Regions from separate parts of the Mus musculus genome. Here regions 1, 2, 3 and 4 are each linked to region 5. Evidence: chromatin contacts called from public promoter capture Hi-C data. All regions are on one chromosome and are shown on one strand. Each heading gives the region's core, a stretch centred on a gene start, on an enhancer-like site or on the middle of the called end of the contact. The rest is flanking DNA. Distances are from core to core; before and after follow the strand shown. Region 1 holds the start of Atg5 (autophagy related 5). Region 2 holds the start of Wasf1 (WAS protein family, member 1). Region 3 holds the start of Bend3 (BEN domain containing 3). Region 4 holds the start of Mtres1 (mitochondrial transcription rescue factor 1). Region 5 holds the start of Afg1l (AFG1 like ATPase).

What was found. Promoter capture Hi-C pulls out the DNA fragments that hold promoters and counts their contacts.
Region 1: a contact with region 5 is called in a promoter capture Hi-C map of pre-B cells, with 2.7 times the contacts expected there. The contact joins the promoter of Atg5 here to the promoter of Afg1l in region 5. A contact is called at or near these places in 2 of 39 promoter capture datasets (liver and pre-B cells).
Region 2: a contact with region 5 is called in a promoter capture Hi-C map of liver, with 5 times the contacts expected there. The contact joins the promoter of Wasf1 here to the promoter of Afg1l in region 5. A contact is called at or near these places in 5 of 39 promoter capture datasets (the C10 cell line, liver, neutrophils and 1 more), 3 of 484 Hi-C or Micro-C datasets (CD4 T cells, embryonic stem cells and olfactory sensory neurons) and 1 of 9 other capture datasets (liver).
Region 3: a contact with region 5 is called in a promoter capture Hi-C map of pre-B cells, with 3 times the contacts expected there. The contact joins the promoter of Bend3 here to the promoter of Afg1l in region 5. A contact is called at or near these places in 4 of 39 promoter capture datasets (cranial neural crest, liver and pre-B cells) and 1 of 484 Hi-C or Micro-C datasets (CD4 T cells).
Region 4: a contact with region 5 is called in a promoter capture Hi-C map of liver, with 3 times the contacts expected there. The contact joins the promoter of Mtres1 here to the promoter of Afg1l in region 5. A contact is called at or near these places in 3 of 39 promoter capture datasets (the C10 cell line, liver and pre-B cells) and 2 of 484 Hi-C or Micro-C datasets (B cells and pre-B cells).

Annotation. Positions count from the first base shown.
Region 1 is chr10:44,266,719-44,270,419 of GRCm38.p6, reverse strand. Atg5 (autophagy related 5) reads right to left here and starts at 2,081. Exons shown (of 8, transcript NM_053069.6): 1 at 1,836-2,081. It overlaps Gm40637 (a long non-coding RNA gene), which reads left to right and starts at 2,218. Exons shown (of 2, transcript XR_871625.2): 1 at 2,218-2,307; 2 at 2,459-2,678.
Region 2 is chr10:40,882,295-40,886,415 of GRCm38.p6, reverse strand. It overlaps Wasf1 (WAS protein family, member 1), which reads right to left and starts at 2,589. Exons shown (of 9, transcript NM_001379453.1): 1 at 2,346-2,589. It overlaps Cdc40 (cell division cycle 40), which reads left to right and starts at 3,273. Exons shown (of 15, transcript NM_027879.2): 1 at 3,273-3,529. The coding sequence starts at 3,341.
Region 3 is chr10:43,477,409-43,481,371 of GRCm38.p6, reverse strand. Bend3 (BEN domain containing 3) reads right to left here and starts at 2,232. Exons shown (of 4, transcript NM_199028.2): 1 at 2,000-2,232.
Region 4 is chr10:43,539,174-43,542,902 of GRCm38.p6, reverse strand. It overlaps Mtres1 (mitochondrial transcription rescue factor 1), which reads left to right and starts at 1,885. Exons shown (of 4, transcript NM_026411.2): 1 at 1,885-1,963.
Region 5 is chr10:42,476,384-42,480,269 of GRCm38.p6, reverse strand. Afg1l (AFG1 like ATPase) reads left to right here and starts at 1,705. Exons shown (of 13, transcript NM_145743.2): 1 at 1,705-2,007. The coding sequence starts at 1,869.

The DNA.
Region 1 (3,701 bases), core at 832-3,331, 1.8 Mb before region 5:
AGAGACAGAGAGACAAAGAGACGAAGGAGTGAGTTGGGGAGGAAAGAAAAGGAAGGGTGGAAGGAAGGAATCTGAACTTTTAATCCCAGCCCTCAGAAGGCAGAGGCAAGCAGATAGCTATGAGTTCAAGTCCAGCCTGATACAAGGCCACAGAATGAGACCCTGTCTCAAAAAAAAAAAAAAAGTAAAAGTAAAAAATAGATGGTTCAGCAGTAAAGAATTCCGGCTGCACTTGCAGAGCACATGGGTTTGACTCTCAGTCCCACATGGTGGTTCACATCCTTCAGTACCTCTAGTTCTAGCAGACTCCTTGATGGGCACTAGGCATAAATATGATGGGCATATGGATATGCAGGCAAAACCTGGTCACTTTATGATTAAAATGGAAAAAAAAAATAAGTCTTTACAAAGTCCCACAATGACCTTGTCTCATCTCTAAGCACTCCTATTTGCCCCTGGAATTGGCTAGTATGCTCCAATGGCCTTTCCATGTAGCTTAGCCTCACTCACATACCTTTTCTGTGAACAGCACTAGATCTCCCATGCACACCACCACCCCTACCCATTCCATTTCATTGGCTTATCCTTTTTCTAGAACTTTCTATCACCTGGAAAATACTTTTTTCCCCTTGGGACAGGTGCTCACTGTGTCACTCTGATTAGTCTAAAACTCACTATGCAGACCGGGATTAAAGCTGTGTGTGTGTGTTTGTGTGTTCTTTTCGGAGACAAGAGTCTTGCTCTGTAGTACAGGCTGGCCTCCAACCCAAAGCAACCTTCCTTCCTCAGCTTCTCTAGCACAAGGATTAGAAACGTGGGCAATCACAGTTGGGGTTTGTTTTGTTTTCGGGTTATAGTTTGGTTTTGTGCTGCTCAAGATCCAATGCAGGGCCAAAAAATGCTAGGTTGTTTTTGGGCTTTGGAGGATGTTGTCTGTGTGTTGCAAAGAGTACCATGCCCTCTAGGATTGCAGCAAACTCACTAAATAGCCAAGGCTGGCCTTAAACTCCTGATTTTCCTGCCTTCACCCCACCTCCACTGCTGGAATTAAAGGTACAGGCCACAAAACTGGGCTCAAAGTACAATTAAACTTAGTGTAACATTCTCACCTGCCAAGACAACTACCATAAAGCCAATGTTCTTGTTCTCAAATTTCAATTCAAACAATAATTTTAATGAAGTCAGAATATTTGCATCTGACTCAAATACTCGGTATCAAGGACCCAAGATACTTATCAGGTGAATTCTAGAAGGCTTTAGATAGTCAACTGCTCCTGGGGTTCTGACTAGTGAAGACTTGCTATGCTTTCTCAGTGAAAACAATGCTACATGCTTTGGGAGAAAAACCTACATGCCACCCAGATTCTTAGGTTCCTCAAGTTTATATTCTTTGAGAGCAATTTCAACAAAGTAACTAAATAAACGAAAGTGTTCTACTAACAGAAAAATGCATTTGTTAGTATTAAGTACTAAAATTAAACTGAGACTCAAAGAACTGCATCGAAGAGAAACAGTCTGCGTTTAGATAGAATCAAAAAGCACCGAAACAATTACGATTTAAATAAAATGCAAGTCCTTAACTTGAGCTCCAGACTCGATGCTACATTTCCTACCTTAGTAAGGAACTGACATACTAACTACCCAAAGGGACAGCTAGACTGCCCAAGGGCTCCCGGGCCGGTGTCTCGCCAACCCCACCTCCGCCCAGCGGCACCGCCTCCCCCGCCATCCCTCCGGGTGCGCTCTTTACACGGGCCGCTCGCCCGCAGCCCCTGCCCCTGCCCGGTCCCACTCCCGCCCCACACTTCCACGCCCGGGACACACATGAGCCCTACCCGAGGTGCCGGCTCTGCTCCGGCTTCCCGCAGCGCGAAAGCCGCTCGGTCGGGTTCTGTCTGCCGGGATCACACTGTCCTGCAGAGGCGCAGGAGCAGAAGTCCCAGTGCGCGCGCAGCCGCACAGTGCTGCCGCCCGGGTCAGAAAACAGCCCGACGGGCACTTCCGCCCTCGGAACCAGAGTGAACCGCAGCGCCGGGCGCCCACCGTAGGTCCAGTCACCCTCGGCGCCCGGAGATGACGTCACCAAGACCACGTGGCAAGCGCTCCGCCCTCCGAGCGCGGCCCAACCTGGCAAGACCTGAGTTGCTCCTGAGCGTGCGCAGACACACAGGGAGCGCCTGAACTCGGAACGAGTTTGCCGGTTTTCTTCTTGGATGGACAGAACGCAGTCGTTGGTGTTCCCGGTTGTCAGTGTGACAGTTGTGGAAGAACAGAGAAATAAAGGATCCTGAGACATCGGCTGCCGTGGTAGCAGCATTTTTCTCTTCCTCACAAAACAGTATTGTAAAAACCTTACTTTTAAGGGTGGTTGGGATGGTTTAATTTAGTTGGGTTAGAGTCAGGACAGGGGTATCAAGCTGCAAGTCTGGGACTTAACTAGGTATCTCGTGTTCCTCAGTCTCCCAAGTGCTAGAACTGCAGACGTGAGCCACCACACCCGGCTTTCAAGGTAAACCACATTCATTTGCTCGGTAGAACCTCCCCACTCCTGTAGGACCACAGTAGGCATTAGTGGCTGTATTTAACCCCAGTTGGTAAAAGTACCAAAACCTCCCTCACCTCTAAGAGTACCTTTCCTACTCTTATTGCTTTGAAAATAAAACAAAACGTAAAGAGTACTTGATCTGGGTCTTCACTCACCAAACATTTTAACACCCTCCTCCTCGTCCTCCTCCACCTTCTCTTCCTCCTTCTCTTCTCCCCTCTTACTCTTCTCTTTCCTTCCCCCACCCGGAGAGGATGAGGTGTCCAACTAGATCCTAAGAGATGGTAAATGGAGCCCCGGGAGCTGCAGTTACAGGCAGTTGTGAGGCACCCAGTGCAGGCACTGGAAATGATTTTAGTCTTTTGCGAGATCAGTGAGCACAATTAACTCTTAACTACACTGATCTGTAGGTATTTCTCCAGCCTTTTTTTTTCTTTCCTTTCTTCCTCCTTTTTTGGGTTTGAGACAAGCTCTCGTGCAACGCTGACTGACCTCAAACTCTATGTATAATCATGGATACTCTTTAACCCCCATCCTCCGATCTGACCTTGAATTTACCATCCTTCTGCTTCAATTTCTCTACTGGAATTTCTGCCACGACACTTTGCTCTGTCAGCAGCGGCAGAGCCTGGCTAGAGCCATGAATCTAAATAAAGGCAGTGTTACCTGAAGAAACCCAAGAGGGTCTTGTCAGACTTCTGTTGAGGAGAAGCTGGGTTGGCCTTCATAAGGCTCCACCTAATGTAATTTGGTGCCATTCTCTGGTTATCCTGGGTGTGGACCTTGTACCAGTGTCCACGTCCTGGCCAGTACTTAATAAAACTTGCTCCAAATTTGCCTCAAACTTTGTTGTAGTGATCTTGCTCTTGTCCCATGAGTTTGACACCTTTCTTTTGTGAGGTTCCTTGAGCCTTGGAGGAGATGGTGTCCCTTTTATGGCTGAGCATACAATAGTCATTTATTTTCAGTGCTTAGACCAGGTATGATTTCAGCTAGTAACTGATTACTGAGTTTAATATAGTAGAGATTTCTGCTTTGAGTAGGTGGAGTGTGTTGGAATTCTGTCTAAACTCCACCCCCACAGTTCCTGCCAGCAGCCAGGTATGCTCCTCCTCACAGTTACCTGGCAACAGCTAGATAGGCTTGGCCCAGTATA
Region 2 (4,121 bases), core at 1,340-3,839, 1.6 Mb after region 5:
ATATCTTAATAAAAGCTATAATAATATAGTCTCAACAGTAGTTTCTGCTATGAAGGTAAAGGAGTTACTCTTTTAATAAGAACCCAAATATAATCTCTACTGAAGATCAAGCCTTTGGAAAAGATAGCTTAAATTATTCTTAAAATTAAACAAAAAATAAATTGAGTATTATACTATACCAATGTGCTGTCTCTCAACATATGGCCATTTAGAAATCCAACCAATAAAGCTGACCTTCAATGCATCTTATAAGTAATCACAATTATGAAATATATTAACTACCATTTCTAAATTAAGAGATCTTCAATATTTTCTAGACTTTTCACAAATTTAACTCATTATTCTACTCGTTACCAATTATTTTCACCAGTATTAACTATATAATTATTATATGTAGGCATTAAGTCTATAGTTAAAAAACGAGAAATAAATTCAAGCTAAAGCCATCTGGCCAAAGCAAACTCAAATGTAAATCAGCCCTTCCCAGGCCCTGTGGAAAAGCATACCAAAGCCTCTTCATGATTCATCGATTAATTAAAATACTTAAAGTTAGTTTAAAAGTACTGGGAAAATATCTTCTCTGATTTAACGCATACTATTGTGTGGCATAAGAGTATTGTTTCCATTTACATGTTAGGAAACCAAGGCAAGATGTCCACTTTGTAAATTGCAAGGTCTTTCCTAGCCAAAAAAAAAAAAAAAAAAAAAAATGATTCTACACCGTCAACTTAAATGTATGCCCTTTACAAATTAAATAATCCCTGCACCTCCAAACACTTGCATCGTCCGTGTACAATTCTGTTCGTATCGAAAGGGTTAACAAAACAAGCTTAAACACATAAAGAGGGGAAAGCCGATAAAAAGGAAAAGATGTTTCTAGTGGCTCATAGGCTGTTCTTAAATGATATCATTTAAGTAGTAAGTAGCTATGTTTTTTTCCCAAGGTTTTGAGATATATTCTGTCCTTAAGGTATTCAAAACTGGATCTACTCATATCCATGTCGATAAGAGTTAAAAGAAAAAAACTGTAACTGGCAATAAAATATACTTTAAAAAGAACTAAGTGAAAATTAAAATCCAAGTTAGGGAGTTTTTCTCCTCCCATATTAAATCCTCCCTCTCATTCAAATGAAAGATATGATTAGTAAATCGGATGTTCAAATATTCTACAAATACAAAACTTTTCTTATTAAAACGGAAAATTTTATATATAAGTACGTTATTCAAATATTCAAAATAAATAAAAATACTTTCCCTAACAGAAACTTAGATCAAAGATAAACTGTTCCTGTGAGTTCCAAATGGGACTGCATCTGTACTTGTGTTATGCGGCTCCCAACAATTAGAAAAATGAAAGTTTACCAATTAAATTTACAATGTCAATGGATGTTTGTACAACTGAACAACTAATAAACTAATCACACCGATTACTGAAAATAAAGACTTAGCTAATGTGAACACCAAGAAAAAAATGTAAATAGAATGTCGGGCACATTTTGTATAGTAAAGGATAGGGTCAGAATGAGTCGAATTAAAGTACCTATTCTAGCTAGGTATTAATTAGTCAGTCACAGGGCAGGTCGTGAATGTTGGGATCCGATGAGCTTTCTTTTCACCATTATTCTAGTTCATCATCCGCAAGTGCTAGAGAAGGTGTCTACGGAAGCTAGGGGGCATGCTGTAGCTAGGGGAAAAGAAAAATGGGAAAGGTGCAATGGATGCTGCATAGTTGAATAATTATCTGGGTGGCACAATGGGCGAGTCCTGCCGACATCAGAGCCCAGCAAGCGTCTCCCTAACTCTGCCCGAGGAACCTCCCCATTTCCAGGCATCAAAAGAGCCAGCACCCTCTCTGCCTTCTCTTCCAAACTGGAATATAAAGGGATGCCCGCACTCGCTTTACCATGGTCGTGCAGAGAGCCGCGGCGCAAAGACCCGCGGCCAGGGCTCGCTTTTCAGAACCGCTGGCACGCCGGGCGAGCCGAGGGCTCCGCGACTGGCTGCAGCCTTCGCCGGCGCCGATGCACAAGGGCGGAGCGGCGGGATCGGAGCCCCGAACCCCGCGCCGCAGGTGAGAGCCGCAGATGCTGCACCCAGAGCAGCCTCGGGCCAGTCCCCGCGCCCGAGATCCCACGCCTCGTCCTCCACGCGCAGCCCGGGCTGCTGGGCGGCGGGCGCGGGGGAGCCCGGGATGGGGGCGGGGGCGGCGCGCCCATCCATCGCCGCCGCTGCAGACCCCGGCTCATCCACACGCCCCTCTCGGCTCGGGTCGGTGGAGAACAGTTCCCTCGTCAGGACCCCGGGAAGAAAAAAAAGGGACAAAATCCTGAGAGACTCGTGCTCACCGCGAAACCGTGGGGGGCTCGCGCCGTACCCCTTCTACATGCTTCGGCGGCTGCCGCCGGTCCGGCTCCGCACTGGGGCGCCACCAGGAGCCCCTCGGGAGCGTCGGGCTGCGGGATGGAAGCCGCGCCGGGCACTGGCTGAGGCGCCGGGCCGCCGGGAATGCCGCCGGGGGCGCCCACTGCTCGCCCGAGCCGCGGTGCGCTCGACGCGCGAGCGAACAACACCGCGAGCAGCCGCTGCCCTGCGCCGCCCCCTCCCCGCGCGACGCTCCACAACCGGGCGCGGGGACCCGCGCCTGCAGCAGGGGGAGCCGCGGGGCGCTCTCCGCCTGGCCTCACGACCTTTCCCCGGAGCTGCACCGGACGGGTCCCAGGTCTCTGAACTTAGGATTCGCACTCTCCCCTCGAACCCTGCAGGGCGTACGGCGGCATGGTGGGAGAATGAGCATCCACCCACTTACCCGTCCGTGGGCAAGAGGACGGCGCTTCCCCCTGTCCTGAGGCTCTGTGGTATTGCCCGATCCGCACTTTGGGGGAGGGGGCCGGAGAGAACGGTGCTGGGCTCGGGAATGAGGGAAGATGACATCCAATTGAATGAAGCATCCTCTTGGGGGCGGGGTCGAAGGCAGGCCCCCTCTGCCGGGCTCCACCTCCTCGCTCCAAACTACATTTCCCATGGTGCCGCGAGCTCCTCGCCGCACTGTACGCCGGGAGTGAAGGTCCTCGAGGCTTCAAACACATCTCAGGACTGGGTCTTTAATCAACGAGGTCCTGAAAGTTACAAATAGTTGTAATCCCTTGTGCTTCTTTAGATAAATGTTTGTGAATCTCAAGTTTTGATACAGTTATCTCAATAATAAAGTTTTTTTCGAGAAGTTATAAATGATTTTTTTTAAAGGAGGTAAATATCGAGTTCCATGACAATCTGACAGGACCTGGGAGACGCTGCTTCTTCCGCCTTGGCCTGGCCTTAGCAGAGAGTATCTGTTGCAGTCATGTCGGCTGCGATTGCAGCTCTAGCTGCTTCGTATGGCTCGGGCTCGGGGTCCGAATCGGATTCGGACAGTGAGGGCAGTCGGTGTCCGCTGCCAGCCGCGGACTCTCTCATGCACTTGACCAAATCGCCTTCAGCCAAGCTCTCTCTGACCGTGGCGGTGGACTCGGCTCCGGAGGTGGCAGTTAAGGTAAGTGTTTTGGACACTAATAAGCTCAGGAACTGCTTTCAGCTCGTCTCGGGTTAGAGGCTGGTCTACCTTGGCGCTGAGAAGTATGTAACTAGCGTTTACATCTCTTCCCACATCCTCCTTGACGATTAGAAGTACGGAGCAGCTCTCCACTAACCCCTGTCCTTCCTATCTCCGTCGGATAAAATTAGTTCAGGAGAGGAGGAAAGTTTGAATTTGTAGACTAAGATGTAGCCTTATTAGATCAGTTATAAGTTCAGAGCATAGATAATATTGGATCAAGACTTTCAAACTAGAATTTGTACCCTCACTAGAAGTGAGCCACGGCCAGGCACTGTTTTGTTTTTGAGGAACTCGGCACGAATCCTGGCTTCACTACTTTCAAATTACACAACGTTCTTTTGTACAGTTGTGCAATGAAGATAGCTGTATAAAAACATATTTATCGGGGGGTTATTGTAAAGATTGAGTGAAATTATATGGTAAAGATTATAGCACAGAGCCGAATATCTATCTAGTGGAAAGCGATACATGTTAGCTATTGTGATTCTTTGTGTTAATACAATGAATGGGAAAAGGACATAAAGTTTAG
Region 3 (3,963 bases), core at 983-3,482, 1.0 Mb before region 5:
CCCCTACAGGCAGGATCAGTCAGATCTCTAAGTTTGAGGCCAGCCTGGTTTACATAGCAATTCAAGGACGGGACAGAATTTAGGGACTCGGTATCAAGACCAAACAACAACAACAAAATGCCAGGTGTGGTGGGACAGATCTTTAATCCTAGCATTTGGTCGGTTTAGGCAGCTGGATCTCCAAGGCCAGCCTTGTTAAATCTCAGGCTCCAGGCCATTCAAAGCTACAGTGAAATGTAGACTTAAAACAAACAAACAAACAAACAAGGCATCTCTAGTAAAGCCCAAAGTGGTTCTTGGTGTGTCTTGGTCTCACATGAGAATATATATAAAAGTTTAGATTTTTAAAAATGCAAAAATAATTCTTAGGGCTGGGGATGTAACTTAGTTGGTAAAATGTTTGCCTACCGTAACTAAAGTCGTAATTTCGATCAAGTACCACAAAAATTAGGTGCAGTGCACATACTTGTAATCCCAAGTATGTAACTCCTGTAACTTGACAGGCGTTCAGGATCACGCAGGCCTATATAACAAAAAAGTCTGAGGCCAGCAGGGACCACAGGAGACTGTCTCAAAAAAGGAAAACAAAAAAACAAAAAAATCCTGGCTAAATCCCAGTATTCGAGGAAGCTGAAGTCCTGTAAGGTTTACACATGAAACTCTAAAACGAGGGGCTGGAGAGATGGCTCAGCGTTTAAGAGCACTTGTGGCTCTTGCAGAGGTCGTGGGTTGTGTTCCCATCACCCACGTGGCTGCTCCCAACCATCTATCTGTAAATCCGATGCCCTCCTCTGACCTCTTAGGAGACCAGGCATGGATATGGCGCATATATATGCAGTCAAAACACATACACCGAAAATGAAGCTTAAAAACAAAACCCAAACACCTATGAATTAAAAGTGGAAAGTCGCAAAAAGAGAAAAACTGCAGGCATGGAACCGAAACAGAGACAAACCTAAAACCTCTATCTGGGACATTTCCACACGTTCCCCACTCGCCTGGGTTTTCTGGGTCTTTATAGATTTCTGGCACCCTCCCCTCTACTCAGTGACGTGTTACTTGTAGGAAAACATTCAAAAGTTACTTCTAAAAGGAAGTTCTCTGACTTCCAAACAGTGAACATTAATTCTGAGCATCTCTGGTTGGCCTCCACCTCCAAAATACTCCCAAGCGGGCCACCTGAGCGATCAAACTTCTACTTTAGGACAAACTTAAAAAAAAAAGAAAAAAAGAACTCAGATGAGTTGAGTCCCAGCCCACAAGGCCTTCACAACTCCGCGCCTCACAGCCCGAGCCAAGTCTGCGTGGGAAATTACGTCGATCGTGGCGGGCACAAGTCACGAGGGGCGGCGAGCGCCCCGGCCCGGCTCCACCGCCCGCCAGGAAGGCCTCGCGCTCGCTGGGGTGCACACCCAGAGCGCCGCGCTGGACCCGCCTCCAGCCGGGCAGCGGGAACCACGGAGCGCCGTGGAACGGCCCGGGAGGGTGCCGCGCCCCCTGGCGGCGGGGCTCGCCGCACCCCGCTCCCAGCCGCCGGCAGCCTCGCTCCCTCCGCTGCCTCCCCGGGGCAGCGTCCCTCCGAGCGGCGGCTCTCCGGCCTCTGGCTCCCCGCCCTTCTGCTCCCTCTGACACCCCTCCATCGCCGCCACAGGCCGGTCGAACGCGAGCGCTCCGGCGCCGCGCAGTTGCTCCCCGGCGGCCCTCGGCCGCTCCATCGCCGGCCCGCCGGGGGTGGAGAGCCGGCGCGCGGCGCGAGTGGGGCCGGCCTGGCGGCGGCGGCGCGGACCGTTCCACCGTGCGTCCTCCCCTCCCTCCTCCTCCTCCCTGGCCGCGGCGCGCGTGCTCCCGGAACGCCATGGAGTCGCGGCGTTCCGAGCGGGCACAAAGGGGCGCGCGGCACAATGGGGCGCGACGAGCCCGTGGGCGCCCGCTCCCCCTTCCAGCCCGCGCGGAGGCGGCGAGCCGCTCGCAGGCGGCCCCGACCGGGGCCCACACTCACCTGGGACGAGAGTTGTTACTTTGCGGAGCGGGACCCGCGCCGAGTTCGGGCGCCACGTGCGGGGGGCGGGCGCGCGGGCCGCAGTGGGGGCCGAGCGCGCAGGGCCTGGCCGGGGCGGCCCCGCCGACTGGCTGGGGGCGGCGGGCGGGCGGGCGCCGTGTATTTTCCCCTCTCTTTGTGTGTGTCCGTGCGCTGCGCTCTCGCGTGACGTGACGGGACTCCGTGTGTCATTTCCGCACAAGGACACAGGAGCCCCCGCTGCAGTGGAACCTCAAGCCCTCCGCCCCCACCGCGCCGCCCCTCCCCCTCAGCGGGGCACACGCGGGACCAGCGGCGGCGGCGGCGGCGGCGCTCGGGCGTGAGCGACCGCGGCGGGGAGCTGGGGCGCGCTGCGGGGCGGGTGCGCTCGGCCTGCACAGCGCGGCTCCACGTGGGCCCGCGCCGGCTGCCGGCGGACCAGGGCGGCTCTCACCCACGGGAAAGCGCCCCGCGGCATTCTCGGCTACGTGCTCTCCGGGCTGGAGCGTGGCCCCGGCGCCTCTTTCTCTACTTTTTCTCTAACCCCGGGGGGTGGGGGTGGGAGGCAACGCGCCGTGTCTTTTCCGCCCGCGCCCCCCGCTTTTGGGGCGCTCGGCTGTGGCGCCGCACCATCGCACGGACCTTCCCGTGCCACGCCGGGCACAAAGACTTCGGGGTGCGCCCCCCCTCCAGTTCTGCATGGATTCGTGGTTGGGGGGGTATACTGGAGAGCGACCCCGGGCTCTGGGGGAGCCCTGGCCACTCCCCCGGCAGGGTGGCCGCCCTCTCCCGTAAAGCCTGAGTTCCGAGAGCCCAAGTTTTGCCGCTTGAGGCTGCGGAGCGAAGCACGCGCTTGGGGACCCTCATGCCACCAACTCAGAGCCACGGGGCTCAGCGCGGAAAACTGGGAGACTCCAGTCGCCGAGTTAGTTAAGACCGACCGTCTCCTAGTTTCCCGGACTGCAGAGTCGGAGTTGAGAAATAAGAAACCAACCCCTCGCAGTTCTCCAACTTTCGGGGACTTGGGGTGGGGGTGGAGGGAAAAGAAAAGCCCAAGTCAACTTTTAAGCTGCGTGCCTGGTTTTGGTAAACAATGAGAACGGAAAAAAAAATTTTTTTAATCCTTTAATTTGCCGATGGAAAAAAAATGTCTAAAAAGAAAAATGCAAATGATCCCATCTGCTGCCTACAGCTGACTGGCTGCGAGAGAGGACCATGTGGCCCGGCCCGGCGCGGTCAGTGAATACGTAGAATAGATTTTAAAAGGACGTACATGCTGGCTCCTAGCTGCCCAGTCGCGGCCTAAGGTTGGAATTAACGCGTAGTCAGAGATTATTGTGTCTTCACACAAATTGGGAATTTAATCATTACGCAAGTTCCTCGCCTTCTGGTTTGAAATCTAATGGCGCAGAGTTGGACCTTGGAGGGACTGTGGAACGTTCTGGAGAGGTGTTTGGGTTGCAGACTTGGAGAAGTCAGTACTAATTGCTATGCAAAATTAGCTAGCAGCTTGAAGAAAGGAGCCCAGCATCCTAGGGGTGCTTTTATAAGAGAATCTATACGTGCTCAGTGTCATTCAAAACAGGATGATGGAAAGAATGGGCCCGAGATAGCAGCCCTTCAAATTCAAAAGGCTAGGGTCGCCCTATCTACATTTAAAATAGGGAGGAGGGAGGAAGGGAGGGGGAATGGTTAATTTATACATTCCCTGGAGACAAAGTGGAAGCACTTGGATTCGTTAGGGAACTTGACTTCTGCACTTGTGCATTAAGTGACATGCGCAGCACAACTCTTCCCTCGGCTGCGTTAACAGATGCTGCAGTTTTGTCCTCACCTTCAATTTAATGTGACAGTTAGAATTATAAAAGGAGACGTTGCGTTTCATTAGTTTAGTTTTGTCGGATTTCCCAGAAGAGTCGGGAACAGTTAGCATCTAAGCTCGTTTT
Region 4 (3,729 bases), core at 636-3,135, 1.1 Mb before region 5:
AAATCCACATCCTCTGGAAGAGCAACCAGTGCTCTTAACCACTGAGCCATCTCTCCTGGTCCTCTGTATGTCATCTTAAAAAGATTTCACCCTGTGAGATGGCTCAGTGGGTAAACGCACTTGCTACCAGACCTGGCAATGCAATTTTGATCCCTGGGCCCCACATAGTAGACAGACTCCGGCAAGCTGTCCTCTGACCTACACACCCACAGACACCCACAGAAATAACATTTTTTGTTTGGTTGGTTTGGTTGTTTGGTTTTTTTGTTTTGTTTTGTTTTGTTTTGTTTTTTGAGACAGTGTTTCTCTGTGAAAGGAGCCCTAGCTGTTCTAGACTTGCTTTTTAGACCTGGCTGGTCTCAAACCCACAGAGATCTGCCTGCCTCTGCCTCACAAATGCTAAAACTAAAGACATGGGCTACCATACCCTGCAATCTTTTTAATTTTTTTAAAAAATTTTTTCCCAAGGGGTGGTGAACTGGCTCAAAGGATAAAGGCTTTCGCTGCCAAGACTAAAAGACCTGAGTTCCCTAGGTCAAACATGATGGCAGGTGTTGACCTACAAGTAAATGCAACTGTGTATCCCTCCTGATCTCACAATGTCAACCGTGTAGATGTATCATTTCAGCATTTGAAACAATTTGTAGTTGTGCATTCCTCTTATACAAACACAATCAAGAAACTATTGTGCCAACTTAGGAGAAAGGAGCATCAATGAAAAGGCGGGGAACAGAGCTCACAGACTTGGAAGGGAAACGTCTGAAAAAGAAGAAAATCAGGAAGGCTACTTCTCGTTTAATACAGCATATATCCCAACAAACGTTAACGCAAACATATCTAAACCTGGGCTCCAGAGGGAAGGGCACTGGCTGCTCTTCCAGATGAGCCAGATTCCATTCCCAGCATCTGCATGGTGGTTAGCAACCATCTGTAACTCCAGTCCCAGGAGATGCAATGCCCTCTTCTGGCCTCCTTCAGCATAGAGGCACATGGTACATGCAGGCAAAGACACTCATACACGTAAAAGTATTTACGTTTTAAAAACAAACAAACAAAACAAAACAAAACAAAAAAACAACTTTTGTGAAACTGACTGTACTCTAGTGTCTGGGCTATATTCCATCTGACTCCCAAGGTTTGTTTTCACTGGTTCCACTAAACCGTGTTTTCCTAGACTCTAACCCCTGTCCAATCACTTCTGGCATGGCAAGAAAACTGAACGAAAACGGTGTGACTTAGTTTTTTTTGGGGGGTGGGGGGTCAGGGGTTGATATATTGAGACAGGGTTTCATGTAACCCAAGCTGGTCTCAAGCTTGTTATGTAGCCAAAGACAGGTCAAGTGACTTACTTGATCTTTCTGCCTCCACTCCCCCAATGATAGGATCACACCCAATGTGAGGTATTTTATTTATTCCCATTTATATTTATTTCTTTGTAGCTCAGCCTGGCCTCGAACTTCCTAGTCATGTACCCAAGGAAAACCTTGAACCCCCATTCTTCCTACCTCGGTCTCTCCAGTGTTGGGATTACAGCGATACACCTACACACGGACGGGTTAGAAGTAAACTCTTATATTCTGTGATGTTAAGACAGTTTTCTGGAGACAACATCTATAACTCACTAAGAAGTTCAGGGCTTTGGCTATTCGAGAGAAAGAACTTTTGCTTCCAAACCAAATTCTTCTGGAACTGGCTGCCAAGCTCAGCGGGCCTGGGATGGGCCTCCCACGTCCCCTCTCCCCCCCCCCCCCCCCCCCACCTCACTTCCCCACACCCCGACCTCAACAGCGTGGTCCTCCAAGGCGCCGCGTCCAGCAGGGGACGCTGTGAGGCCACCACCGTGCTCAGATGCGCCTAGGGGTCCACTCTCTGCGTAGGCTGGGGCGGAAGAGGCGGGGCAGGTGCGGAGGTGGCTCCCGCCTGCGGTCGGCGCGGTCCGGGGAGGGACCAGCGGACTGCGCAGGTGAGTGCGCCCCTACTGGCCCGCCGGCTCAGCCCCTCGCCGGGCGCTTCGCCCTCGGCTGGCTTCTGCCCTGCGGCGCTCCGGCCGTGTCTGCGAACCCTTCCCGTTCCGCAGAGTTGGGGTTGCCTAGGGACGCCTCTCGAACCCCGGGACCGTGGGAATTAAGCTGGCCCAGGCTGTGCGTCCCCGGACTTGGGTGCAGCAAGCTGCAGACACACTGACTCGGGGCTGGGCGGCGTGGGAGTGTCCAGTTTCCTTTGACCTTGGGGGACCTGGGGAAGGTTCGGGATGGGAGGGCTCCAGGGGAACTCGATCTTGTGTAGAAGTCCGCTTCCGACGTCCGCAGAAGGGAAGGGTTTCGTAGCTGTAGACCCAACCAACTGGAGGCCAGGCCCGGGTCTTACAGAGCGGTGACACGCTAAGGAACGTGGATCCACTCCCAGCGTAGTGCAGGTCAAGGACAGCTTTGCCTGTGTATCCTAAACACTGCTCTTCTGCCAGTCTTAGCCTTCGTTATAGAGTCTATAGCTTTATAGAAATCTCACCCGAAACGAACCTTACGGGCTTTCTTTCCTAGTCATCTCTAATGCAAACTGCCGTCAAGGAGATTTTTTCATATGGACTCCTGCCGGGTTACTTTCCTACTAAAACTCTCTGTATCTCTCGTGCCGTCTGGGTGACCTCCAGACTTAGGTCTATAAGACTTTTTTAAGGCGGCCTCGTTGTGACTGGCTTCTTACTTTTATAGTGAACGATGTCCTTGAACACGTGAGCTCCTGCCTCTTTCCCAGATGCTTGAATTATAGGCTTGCAACAGCGTTCCTAGCTTCTGCAAGTTTTTAATTACCAGGCACTATTTCTGTGCACGTGAGATAAATAAAACAGGGATGAAGAAGAAGTCTAGTCTTGTGGAGTGTATGCACATGCAGACAGCATCTGGTAAATTACACAGCAGCCTGTGATTAGCTCTGGGGGTGGGGTAAGTGTGGTAAAGGGGACCGATTGGCAAGGTGGAGTTGCGTTGGAATAGTTGGAATGGAATGGGTAGGCCCCGCTGAGGGGATGTGTTTGAGTCTAGACTTGAAGGTGAGTTTCCTTGCAGATACCTAAGTGAGAGTGTTCTAGGCCTGTCTGGAACAAAGGTCCCTAGTTTGTCCAGAATGTGTCCCCCTAGTTTCATGTGTTAGGAATTTGGTGCAGTACCTTTAGGAAGAGCAGGGCCATGAAGGTTCTTTCTGAAGAATGGACAGTCGGTATTAGTGGGTATTAAGGGAGTACGTGGCTTTGTTATGAAAACAAGCTCTCTCTGGCATGCTTACACCATCCTTATCTTCCACCTTGTGATGCAGCAAGAAGTCCTTTCACCAAATGGCAGCTTCTAAAGGGCAGAAGGGAAGGGGAGTTTGTTTAAGGGGAGAAGAGGGTTAGAGGCAGTTGACTTGAATTTCCCAGACTCTAGAGGCATGAGTAAAAAAAAATCTCTATCCTTTATAATCACCCCAGCTCTAAATCAGTTGTAGCCATGGAAAACACTCTTTAAGGATAGCTGCTTGTGTGTAAGGACCATGAAGACTAGTGTCAGTGCGGCAGGGGCTGAAGCTGACCAAGTAAGACAGACACGGTTGTCACTGTTCAGGTTTTGTTTAGTTTGGGTTTTGTGTGTGAGGGTGTGGTGTAGCTGTCTCATTTAGGGCTGAGCACGTAAGTCCCCGTACTTTAATCAGTTTATACTTTAACTGATGCCCACTGCAAAGAGAAGCTTTTTA
Region 5 (3,886 bases), core at 456-2,955:
GCTTGGAGAGGGAAGAAGGGAGGGAGGGAGGGAGGGGGGAGAGAGAGAGAGAGAGAGAGAGAGAGAGAGAGAGAGAGAGAGATCCAAATCCATCTTTGAGATCCTGACTGGAAGCTTGGGTTTAAGTCGTAGGAAAGAGGTACAACAACTCAGCCGTCCAGGTCAGGTGTGACCTGTGCATCACTGGCCCACCATTGCCCAGCTCCAGTGTGTCCTACAAGCTGGTTCTGCACTGTCTGAACCGTGTGACGTCACTTCCGGGAGCCCAGCTTCTCCCTTTTCTGGTTGGCACCAGGCTTCAACCTTTTCCTTGTCCCAGCGTGGGATTCTTGGGAGCAGTTTGATTTCTTAGGGCCATTGTTTCAGTAGTGCAATAGCCAAAGGGAAAGAAGACACAAGTGTCTCTTTAGACTATCTTCAGTCCCATCGGGGTGGGTACATACTTTGACATATTAGCAGAGAAAAGGCTTGAAGTTACTCTGCCATACTACACCTTCCATTTCCTGTTTCTTCAGAATTCCTCTTCTGGTGACCACAATTTGGTTTCCTGGAATTCTTCTTAGTGTTCTCTTTTTTGGTCACACAATTGAAACTTTGTTTCCTCCTTCCTAGGAATGCTAGACTTTCTTGTTTTCCATAATTCCCAGCTAAATGTTCAGGTCTTTTAGATATGATCCACGGTTGAAGGGTTTACTTTTTTGTTGTTGTTGTTGTTGTTTTATTTATTTTTAAGGATGTAACTATGTAGTTGGACTTCTAACCCTGCTGTCTACATTTCCCAAATGCTAGGATTGCTGTTTGTGCTTTTTCTTCCCAGACTGGTGAATCTTGGGCTTCCTGCTAACTAGGCAAACACTCTATCAGCTGAACACCACCCGACAACCCCTGGGAAGGTCTTTGTCTTTTGTTAAAAGTTAATCTTGTATGGACTAGAGAAGTGGCTCAACTGTTTAAATAATGTGTAACTTATGCAGCCGACAAGGGTTTGGTTCGTAGCACCCACGTTGAGTGGCCCACAGCTGCCTTTAATCTCAGCCAGCTCTGGGGGGATCAATGCCCACTTCTGGCCTCCAGAAGAATCGCTTTCAATATAGGACACACACACCTAGACAAAAATATAATCTCCGTACTCCTCCACAACAGTGCTCTCTCCTTGATCCCACTATTGTCTTTAGCTGCAGCGTTCATCTAGCCAAAGGGTCGCCAGCCTCAAATGAGGGCAGTCGCAAATTCAAGTGGTCACACCATCCCATGACTGCCACATCCACCAGCTGTCAGTCTGGGCCCTTTGGCTTTCCTGTCCCACTTATAAGCTTCTTCAAAGCATGAAAACATGTGCTATATAGAAGATAATTTCTATTACTCAACAGCTCAAACAGAAAGTGGCAGAAACACATTTCAGGTACCCTTCAGAGACACGTTGGACACCGAAAGAAAAGTAAATTGAGGCTATATTATAGCAGATTGGACGAGGTATAATATATACCTCTTGGTCACCTTCATATTATGCGGTCTTAGAAGGTTCACGATTATTACTACAAGCTACAATTGGTTTCTCAGGCCTGGAGAACTAGGGTTTCAGTGGGGGCGGGGTGGAGAGTTGGTTCTAGCCGCCTCTCAGCGGGGTGGGGCGCACCCGCGACTGTCAGGACACGCCCCCTCAAGGCGCGAGGCCTCTCGGGACTTGTAGTCCCAAGGCCCACCGGAAGGCGTGAAGGGCAGGCGTTGCAGCCTTTCTAAGCTTGAGGTCATCTCTCTTTAACGCTCTCTCATTTTCAGGCGTGGCCTCCTGGAGCGCCACAGCACCCGGCTGCTCCGTCGCGTCTTCTGGGTTACAATAAAGTTTTCCTCCCTGTACGGAGCTCAAGATGGCGGCCTCCTGGTCGCCCTTGGTTACTCTGCGCTCCGCCGCGCGCAGCCGGCTGACTGGGAGAGGTGTTGGGTGCGGGGCGCGGGTCGTCGCAATCCCTCCTCCGGCCCCTGGCCCTGGGAAACCCCTGTGGAAAGGTCAGTGACCGTGTCACGAGCGGGCCGCGCAAGGCCCTGGGGTCACCCCACTGTCTGATCCCTCCCAGCTGCACCCGTGGCTTCACAAGTTGTAAGGATCCTAGAGACGAGTTCGTGTCTATTGACCTTTTGCATCTCGTTGCCCCAAAGAGCGCTGAGCGCCTCAGGCAGCTGCCCAGAGTAACTTCCATTTGAGGGTCAGAGGCCAACCCAGTTCTTCCCCAGGTAACCCAGGCCTGGAGAGGGCAGGTGTGCAAGAGCCCGGCTTGGAGGGATGGGGGTAAGCAAGATGGGGTTGGTGTGTGGGGAGCCTTTCACCCCAACCCATCTGGGCTCTTAAGGCTGGTGATGGACTTAATGGTCATGTCAGTCAGGGACCCTATGCCCCCTCCCCGCCCATTTTCTCGATGCAGTCTTAAATTCCTAGGGCATCACTTTGTCTGTTTGTCTGTCATTTATCTGTTTTGCCCCTGACCTTCGATTCTTTCGTTCTACTGTCATGTGTCTGTGAATGAGTGGTTAGCCAAATTACAATCACGTGGTCTCACTGTGTGGTACAGGCTGGCCACGAACTTGAGAACCTCCTGCTGCTCTTTCCCAGAAGTGCTAATTTTACCTCTCTTCACTGGACTGGTTTCTCAAAAGACAGCAAACCCTGTGTCCTTATTTCCTTGGCACGTAGGATGGTGATTGGTGTCTGATGAGCAGATATTTTCAAATGAACGACGTTATTCTCATGGTCTTCCTCAGTCACCTTTCCTCATCTCCAAGAGCTTCTTTATATACCTTCAAAATCGGATATAATTTAACAGAGTATATATATGCAAATGCCGATTCTCATCGTCTCAAGATAGGTTTTTTTCCCCCCTCAGTCATTGAAATAAATACCAGACTGTGAGCTTTACATGGCCCACTTAGCAAAGGGCCTTGCTATCAAGCCTGAGTTCAATCCCTAGGACCCATATGGCAGAGGGGAAGTACCAACACCCACCACTTGTCCTCTCTTGCGCGCGCGCACGCGCACACACACACACACACACACACACACAAAATAAGTAAAGTAAAAAATATTCCTTTCTATTTTATAAACAAGAGAAATGCTGAAGTATAAATCTCATTAATTGAGTCTGGATTACAGTTTCTGCCCCTTTCTTTACTCCCCCCCCCCACACCCGCCATCAAGAAATAACCCCAGGAGGGTTATTTCTTTTTCCCCTCTTGTTTGAAGTTTCATTTACAAAGCTGGCTTAAACAAAGGCAGGAAGGAAGCCTTGGGAGAGACCATGAGGACAGGAAGGGCAGGATTTGGCTTGATTTTCAGCAGTACTGTGCTTTGAACCCAAGGTCTCCTGTGCACTAGGCCACCCTTCTGCCACAGAGCTATAGGTTCAGTTCTTTTTTTTCTTTTCTTTTTTTTTAGTTTTTTGAGACAGGGTTTCTCTGTATAGCCCTGGCTGTCCTGGAACTCACTTTGTAGACCAGGCTGGCCTCGAACTCAGAAATCCTCCTGCCTCTGCCTCCCGAGTGCTGAGATTAAAGGCGTGTGCCACCACCAGGCCAGTTTTAACCCTCTTAATAGTTAAGGGAAAGCCTTTTCTCAGACAGCAAAGGGGCCCTCTGTTCCAGGGCTCAGGTGCTGATCCTGAGGCTAGACTATCACAGCAGATTTGAGACTGGCTTGTGCTACATAGTGAGTTCAGGTCTAACAACAACCAAGAAATCATATTAGCCAGTGGTGTGTAGGTAGAAACGTGACAACATTGTTAATTCATATGAAGTCTTAAACTAAATGTAAGGAGTTATATGAATGAGTTGGGCCCAGCCCTCGGAGGGAGGCAGGATTACAGTACTCAAGTTTGATAGCTAATATGTGATGAGC